Linked DNA regions of Mustela erminea: region 1 is linked to region 2. The links are chromatin contacts, called in public Hi-C maps. All regions are on one chromosome and are shown on one strand. The core of a region is the stretch at or near the end of the contact, and the rest is flanking DNA. Distances in the headings are between cores, read along the strand shown.

Region 1 (4,321 bases), core at 373-2,872, 180 kb before region 2:
TACACTCTGTAATGACCCTTGGGTGTGCACCTGATTCCCCTCCCCCACCAATTAGTCACCACTTTTTTCCACCTATCCTTTTCTGTTTAGTCATTAACATATTTGCACTTGCTCAAGCGAGTAAAAATAACCATTGCAGTTAAAATAAACTAATCTTTATAAGAAGCTGAAGAGTGAGATGATTTTAGAAAACTATGTTCTACTAAAATCATATATATTATTTCAGCTAGTGTGACCCCTTGGAAGTTCTGGTTTCCACACTAGTGCAAGTGAGTCATTGCTTAGGTTAAGAAGGCCTGCTTGAAGATACCCAGAAGGTTACTAGGTGATAAATTAACAATAATAAAAACATTTAAAACATCATCAAGTGACAAAATAGAGTATTTTTAAAAGAACAGAGTCTGAAACATTTCTCCTTAAGATTAGATTCGACCAGTTTACATTACTATTGATCTTATGTTTATTAAATATAATACATATTTCTTTTTAGTTTTGTTTCACACTGCTTAGAAACGAACCCATATCAAGAGGGTTAATTGTGCACATTAACCTCTGAAATATGATGAAAGGCGTCATATAGATTTATGAAGACATGAGATAAACTTCAGCTGTCACTATTATGGCACCTGTAGTGAAATTTCCACGTGCAAGTGCGAGCATAACACACCAGTCTACTTATTTGAAGACCTTCCCTTTACTGAGAGGACAGACACGGGCATTTTAAGAAAAATGCTCCTTTGGGAATGCTTTTGCGTTTTCACTGATAAGCCTACACGCATATATGAGGTGCCTTAAAAAATCGTTATATAAACATCATCTCTGGGGCAGGTGCCGCCAGCCTCAGCACTTACTGAGCACTTGCTGTGTACAGGGCACAGCACTCCCTGAAGGCGGCTAACCTTCCCTTAAAGGCTTTCACATTTCGCAGTTTGAAGAAGTTGTGGCAATCACGCCGATGGCCCGAATCAAGGCAGAGAGGCCAACAGTCTGAAAAATTACATAACTCCTGGGACAGGCAGTGCTTTTGCACAGATTGCCCAAATATTTTCTTTCTCCGTCGGCTCCCCCACACCTCGGAGGCCAACAGATAACTTTGCTCCCCGGCCCTTCTCCCTCTTTTGTCTGCTCGTCAGACTCGTTTTCCACCTTTGTATCGCTCCTTTTAGACGTGAAAACAAACACGCGAACGGCCGGTTGGCAAGGAGACGGGGCACGAGGGGAAAGTGCAGCCTCCCGCCGCCCCACGCCGCCGCGCTCCGGGCGCCTGCGGAGCCGGCCCAAGCCCCGGGCCCGGGGCCGCCGGGTGCCCGCGAGGCTGCGCCCCGGCGGCGGGCGGGCGGCGGGCGCAGGGCCCGGCGGGCGGCGGCGGCGGCGGCGGCGGCGGCCCGCGCCGAGTCCAGTCCGCGTTTTGCGAGTGCACGCGAGTAATCAGAGAGAAGTGGATAATAGTTGCTCGGGCTCGCTCGGCTCCCTCTCATGCCATGCTGGGCCCGATAGGCTCAGTCAGTCGTGTATTTACCCATATCCGGGGTAGAGAGGAAAAGAGAAAAGTTTCATTTAAACCTGAACTAAAAACTTTCACCATGAAATCACACAGCGGGAACAGGCCCAGACCGTAAGGCGTGCCTCCCGGTTCGGCTCCGGCGGGGCCTGCGGAGGGGGAGGGGGCTCGCTCGATTCCCGTCGGGGCGTGTGGATGCGCACAGGAGGGGCCGCTGACTAAAAAGTGGGTTTTATTGTCTCCCCCCGCCCCCCGCCCGGCCTGGCCACGCCGCGGCGATCATGGCCGCGCGGGCAGCAGCGGCGGCGGCGGCGGCGGCGCGGGCGCGGGCGGGCAGCGGCGAGCGGCGGGCGCCTCCCGGGCCGCGGCCGGCGCCCGGGGCCCGGGACCTGGAGGCGGGGGCGCGCGGCGCGGCGGCGGCGGCACCGGGACCCATGCTGGGGGGCGGCGGCGACGGCGGCGGCCTGAATAATGTGCACCACCACCCCCTGCACCCCCGTCACGAACTGAACATGGCCCATAACGCGAGCACGGCGGCCGCCGCCGCCAGCACGAACAGCGCCAAGAGCGGCGGCTCCGAGGCGGCTCTCAAGGAGGGTGGAAGCGCCGCCGCGCTGTCCTCCTCCTCCTCCGCGGCGGCGGCGGCGTCCTCCTCTTCCTCCTCGTCGGGCCCGGGCTCGGTTATGGAGACGGGGCTGCTCCCCAACCACAAACTGAAAACCGTTGGCGAAGCCCCCGCCGCACCGCCCCACCAGCAGCACCACCACCACCACCATGCCCACCACCACCACCACCATGCCCACCACCTCCACCACCACCACCACGCACTACAGCAGCAGCTAAACCAGTTCCAGCAGCAGCAGCAGCAGCAGCAGCAGCAGCAGCAGCAGCAGCAGCAGCAGCAACAGCAGCAGCAGCAGCAGCAGCAGCAACAGCAGCAGCAGCAACATCCCATTTCCAACAACAACAGCCTCGGCGGCGCGGGCGGCGGCGCGGCTCAGCCGGGTCCCGACATGGAGCAGCCGCAACATGGAGGCGCCAAGGACAGTGCCGCGGGCAGCCAGGCCGACCCCCCGGGCCAGCCTCTGCTGAGCAAGCCGGGCGACGAGGACGACGCGCCGCCCAAGATGGGGGAGCCGGCGGGCGGCCGGTTCGAGCACCCGGGCCTGGGCGCCCTGGGCGCGCAGCAGCCGCCGGTCGCCGTGCCCGGGGGCGGCGGCGGCGGTGGCGGCGGCGGCAGCGGCCCGGCAGCCGTCTCGGAGTTTAATAATTACTATGGCAGCGCTGCCCCTGCTAGCGGCGGCCCCGGCGGCCGCACTGGGCCTTGCTTTGATCAACATGGCGGACAACAAAGCCCCGGGATGGGGATGATGCACTCCGCCTCAGCCGCCGCCGGAGCCCCCAACAGCATGGACCCCCTGCAGAACTCCCACGAAGGGTACCCCAACAGCCAGTACAACCATTATCCGGGCTACAGCAGGCCCAGCGCGGGCGGCGGCGGCGGCGGCGGCGGCGGCGGCGGAGGAGGAGGAGGAGGAGGAGGAGGCAGCGGAGGAGGAGGAGGAGGAGGAGGAGGAGCAGGAGCGGGAGCTGTGGCGGCGGCGGCCGCGGCGGCGGCGGCAGCAGCAGCAGGAGGCGGCGGCGGCGGCGGCGGCTATGGGGGCTCGTCCTCGGGGTACGGGGTGCTGAGCTCCCCCCGGCAGCAGGGCGGCGGCATGATGATGGGCCCCGGGGGCGGCGGGGCCGCGAGCCTCAGCAAGGCGGCCGCCGGCGCAGCGGCTGGGGGCTTCCAGCGCTTCGCCGGGCAGAACCAGCACCCGTCGGGGGCCACTCCGACCCTCAACCAGCTGCTCACCTCGCCCAGCCCCATGATGAGGAGCTACGGCGGCAGCTACCCCGACTACAGCAGCCCCAGCGCGCCACCGCCGCCGCCGCCGTCGCAGCCCCAGTCCCAGGCGGCGGCGGCGGGGGCGGCGGCGGGCGGCCAGCAGGCGGCCGCGGGCATGGGCTTGGGCAAGGACATGGGCGCCCAGTACGCCGCTGCCAGCCCGGCCTGGGCGGCCGCGCAACAAAGGAGCCACCCGGCGATGAGCCCCGGCACCCCCGGCCCGACCATGGGCAGATCCCAGGTAACCCCCGCGCCGGCCGGGCCTGCTTCCGCCGCGGCGGCCTCGCCGCGCGCCTCGAGCCCTAGTTTCTTTCTTTCCGCGTACTTTTTCTGCGTCTTGTGCTGGGGGGGAGGCGGGGGCGAGGCGCCCAAAGCCATTTTAACTCGCGGCTGCCTCCCTCGGAGGCTGGGGAGCGGGGGGCGTCCGACTGCGCGGCCCGGGGGCCTGGGGAAGAGGGTCGCGCCGAGGGCCGGGACGCGCGCTGGGATGGCCGGCCGCCGAACACCCCCGCCTCGCCACCCCACCCCGGGCTCGGAGCCGCGCGTCCGGAGCCGGGGACTGCGCCTCGGGCGAGCGGTGTGGGCGCCGGGGACGGCTCGGGCGGCTTTTGTAACCGAATCGGCGCTCCCGGCCGGTGCGGTCTGGGGAGGGATATTGACCCGGTCTTCTCGGTTAGCGCCAACAATAAGCCTTAACTGGGAAAAGAATGAGGAACTTTGTCCTACCTCCTACCACACCGCGTTCCCTCTTAGCCTGCAAGGTGAAGGCAGGAAAAATAGGTTAGCTTTGTGGCAACCGAGTGTGTTTTTCGTAGTTCTTCCCCGGCTATTCAGACATAGTCGATGCGAGCTTTGGGTTGGAATGCTTCGTAGCAAAAAGAATACCCCCATTTACAACGACGTGGAGGTAAAATATCCTAAAAGAAATCGAT
Region 2 (3,979 bases), core at 856-3,355:
ATGAATTATAAATAAATTTGTTTATTTTTAAAGATGCCAGTGGCCACTTTTAACTGAAGGAGTCCTGTTGTGACAGAACATTCTCATTTCCTATGATGTTTTTACCTAGAATTTATAGCCCATGTGTTCCTAAATGGGAATTCAGCTGACCTAGAGTAAAACATTTGTATAAACTGAGACTACTCAAAGTGGAATACAAATTTTAAAAAACGTCTAAAAAAAGGAGAAGTAAACAAACCATGATCATGCAGTTACCATGAATCACTATTAAATTTAAGACTGCAAGACCCCTGGCTGCCTCAGTTGGGGGAGCGTGTGACTTTTGATTTCGGGATTGTGAGTTCAAGCCCCACATTGGGTGTAAAAATTACTTAAAATTGTAAAAGAAAAAAAAAAAAATTAAGGCCCACATTCCTGACTAGGTAGAAGGGGGAAAATGAGGTTGCATGATTATTAACATAAAGTGAAAATATATCTTAAGGATGAAATATCAGGTTATTACTTTATAAAAGAAATAGTTTATAAAGGAACATATATATAGTACTCTTGTGAAAAAAGTGAATAATGATGCCAAAATAAGCATTTTCCCGTTTTTGTTTTTTTTTAATAGTGTTAAAGAAATTTTTTCATTATATTTGGAATGATTACCATGAGCCCAAGTTTGGTACCCTGTCAACTAAACAAGTGAATGAATGATGGGCTAGTTTTTCTGTAACTTGCATAACTGTCGCAATTAAAATCCAGCAACTCTTTCCAAAGAAGTAGCTTATTGAGCCTATTTTCATTTCAGAGTGTAATTCTTGAAAATAGTAATTTTGTAAGGGTAAAACGTGTAGCAGAATGAAAAGTCATTTAATAAAGAAATAGTTCAATTGAGAAGAGAGTATTTTTCATAAACTTTTCTCTGTTCTAAGGGATAGGTGACATTTTGTTTTGTAACTCGGCATTTTTCTGTTGTCCGCTTTTATGGGAGAAGATTGCTAATCTTTGAGTTAAAAGATTTGGACTCAAGATATTAATTGGTTAGTCTAGTGATGGTCTCAATTTTACAATGCAAACATTCTGCTAATGACTTAGTACCATGACAGTTTGCATCTTGTGGCAAAAGTTAGTAGTGTTTTTTTAGTTTTGGTTTTCTTTTGGTTGTTTGAGGGGAGGAGGGTATCTGTTGACTTGGGTACATTATAAAATTGGAGATACGTTCTTCAGGACAAACAGGATAAACCCATAATCTGTCTAGCTCCAGAGTTCTAGTGGGAAGAATTCTAAAGCTGGTGTGATTCCTCCGCTTCTGCCCCCAGGACTGACCCTGGAAGAGTCTTGTGCTCTGTGTCGGTTGCTGCGCCTCATGTTGTAAAAAGGAATGGGTGTGGTGAGCAGCCTGTGGCCCAGCCAGGAGGCGTGAAGATCTTGACAGCTGGCTTGATTTGAACCCACAACTGTCACTGGCTCTTGGCCATTTATCAGCCTTTAAGGGGAAGGGGAGCGGGGTCTATTGGGGCAGCTGAATCATGTTCCTGTTATTTTGAGGGAGTTGGACTTTTTTGAGCCCAAACCGTGTAACGGAATTCAACAAAAAGACAATTTAACATACATTTACTCTTCCAGAACAAAACGTTGTAGGAAACTACCTCTGTTCATTTGTTGGCCATTCTTGTCATTTATAACTTGCTCTAAGTAAAAAAGGCCTAGTAGGATAAATTCCTCTTTGTAGATACTCTTTAAGAGGACTTGAACTCCAGTGTTCATTCTTTTGTATTTCATTACCTCCAGGAAAACGACTTGCTCAAGATTTTGTGGCTCTCTCAACTCTAAAGCCTGTGCTTTTAAAAATCATACAGTTAGAAAATCATGAAAGAGCAGTGTCTGTGTCAGCTTTGTGTGTGTGTGTGTGTTAAGACACAAAAAACCCCTGTAAATTGCAAAATTGTTTCCCTTCGAGGGCTTAAAAAATACCTTGAGTTTGTTGGATTAGAATGGGTGGCAGGCAGGGTAGCTGCCCTTCCGGAGCTGCAGTACACAAATCGATTTTGCTCCCTTAGCTGCCTGCCTGCGTGTGCTTAAAACAATTTTTGACAAATGCCGGAGTTTCACAAATGTAGGAGTAGCAGTTCTCGAGGTGGTTTTGCAAGTCCCTTGGAACAGCCATGCCCGTCTTCAGTCACTCTTCATTTGAATGAGAAAGGGGATGGTAGAAGCTATTTTTATTTTCCCCTGGGAGCAAGAGAAAAGGAGGCGGAACTCTGTACCATGTAATTTTAAAAAAGAAAAAAAAAAATCAGATTCCATTGAGATTCTTTCTTGTTTACTTTTTATTTTACTCTTGCCGTCTCCCAGTGTGTTTGCCTAATATAAGTCTTCCCCCAGGAATATGAGAATATGTGGTACGGTCCGCCTCATAACCTTCCTGGATATTTTTATAATTTATCATCAGCTGACACCGCCTGGGTAGAATATTCTTACCACTCCCTCTGGCTGCTGGAAGTCTGAAATTACATCTTTGTCTTTGAAGTCAGGCATACTGTTAGCGTTGCTATGGTGACAGGGTGGGTAATGGCGTCCACAGACAGGAGATCGGTATTTAGCGTCTAAACGCTGCTGTACACAAGGCCTTGATTTTTAGAGTGGTTACTGAACTATTCCCTTTTAGTAAATGTTTAAAAATCACATTTTTACATGGTCTTACTAGATTAATAGTCATGGTTTATTTCATTTTAACTGCAAGGATAAAGGCATTATTCCATTAAATGGGTAGCTTTTTTTCTCTCTTGGTTTATGCATTATTAACACAGGCTTTCCTGTTTTGCTTGTAACATTTTATAGGCTTTTTCAAACATGCAGTCAGATTTGCTCTGTTGCTCCTTTATTTTTTGGTCTTAACCCATTATCTGCTCCATCTTCCATGATTTCAGAGAAGACAAAGTTCTTAAGGAACTAAGCTTTAAAATATTAAAAATGAAGAGGAGGAGGGAGGGTGAGAGGTGTGTGTGTGTGTGTGTGTGTGTATGTGTGTCTGAGTGTGAGAGAGAGAGAGAGAGAGATGATGTTGACTGGCCGGTCTTACCCCATGAACTGCAGCAATAACTTTCTTTTTAAGTGTTTCTTTTGTTTCAAGTTTCTTTTTAGCCCCTCTCCTGTACTATTCCTTCACATAGGAGGTTAAAGGAAAGATTATTTACAGTTGTGGGGAACTGTGGGACATTTTGAAAATGTTTTAGTTAATGTAACTTTTTAAAAATGATTGTATTTATTTAAGAGAGAGAGAGTTGGGGGGGCGTAGAGAGGAGCAGAGGGAGAGGGACAAGCCGGCCCCCCACTGAGCACGGCGCTCACCATCGGGCTAGATCCCAGGACCCTGAGGTCATGACCTGAGCTGAAACCAGGGTTTGGATGCTTAACTGACTGAGCTACCCAGGTGCCCCAGTTAATGTAACTTTCGAAGTGATAGTCTCTCAATTTAATCTGTTTGGTCTGAGACCATTAACTTATATTACTTACGATTTGTTGATTCTTGATTGTTTTGTCATTAGAATAATAGTGACTCTTAAAAGTTCACACAGTTTATATGTATGCCTCCCTACCTCATTTATGAACTGCTTCTGGAATATCATTTTGAAAGCCTCATGATATGGACCTTATGCCTTCATAAAGTATTTCTTAGGAAATTCTTCCTTGGGTTAACTTGAAATGCTTTCTTGGATTTGGATTCTACTTCTGCCTTCTTAAACCACATGAGATAAACCTAAATCCCTTGTCTCTATCATGGCTGTTAAGATATTTGAAGGCGGTTTTCATTTTACGTGTTTTTTCACTTGCCTGATTAGTTCCTTTATTTTCCCCATTATGTAGTTTCCATTCTGTCCCCACCCTGCTCTTAATTCTTTGGTAAAGTTCATTTTGTGTAAGTGCCTCCACATAGGAATCCACAGCCAGACTAAATACTCCAACAGAAGTGTGGCTGGTATAGAGCCGGTCAGTC

Evidence for each region. Hi-C and Micro-C count contacts between places; a contact is called where the count stands out from the background.
Region 1: a Hi-C map of fibroblasts shows a contact between it and region 2, with 3 times the contacts expected there. The contact joins the promoter of ARID1B here to the enhancer-like site in region 2. A contact is called at or near these places in 2 of 3 Hi-C or Micro-C datasets (fibroblasts and spleen).

The regions. Positions count from the first base shown.
Region 1 is chr4:10,559,380-10,563,700 of mMusErm1.Pri, reverse strand. It overlaps ARID1B (AT-rich interactive domain-containing protein 1B), which reads left to right and starts at 1,622. Exons shown (of 20, transcript XM_032338637.1): 1 at 1,622-3,630. The coding sequence starts at 1,783.
Region 2 is chr4:10,385,072-10,389,050 of mMusErm1.Pri, reverse strand. All of the region lies in intron 4 of ARID1B (AT-rich interactive domain-containing protein 1B), which reads left to right. Among named protein-coding and RNA genes, the nearest start is that of ARID1B, 180 kb to the left of the region's middle. Within about 2 kb of position 2,105, the one cell type or tissue checked has open chromatin away from gene starts, as enhancers often do. A contact at or near this core is called in fibroblasts, where this site is marked.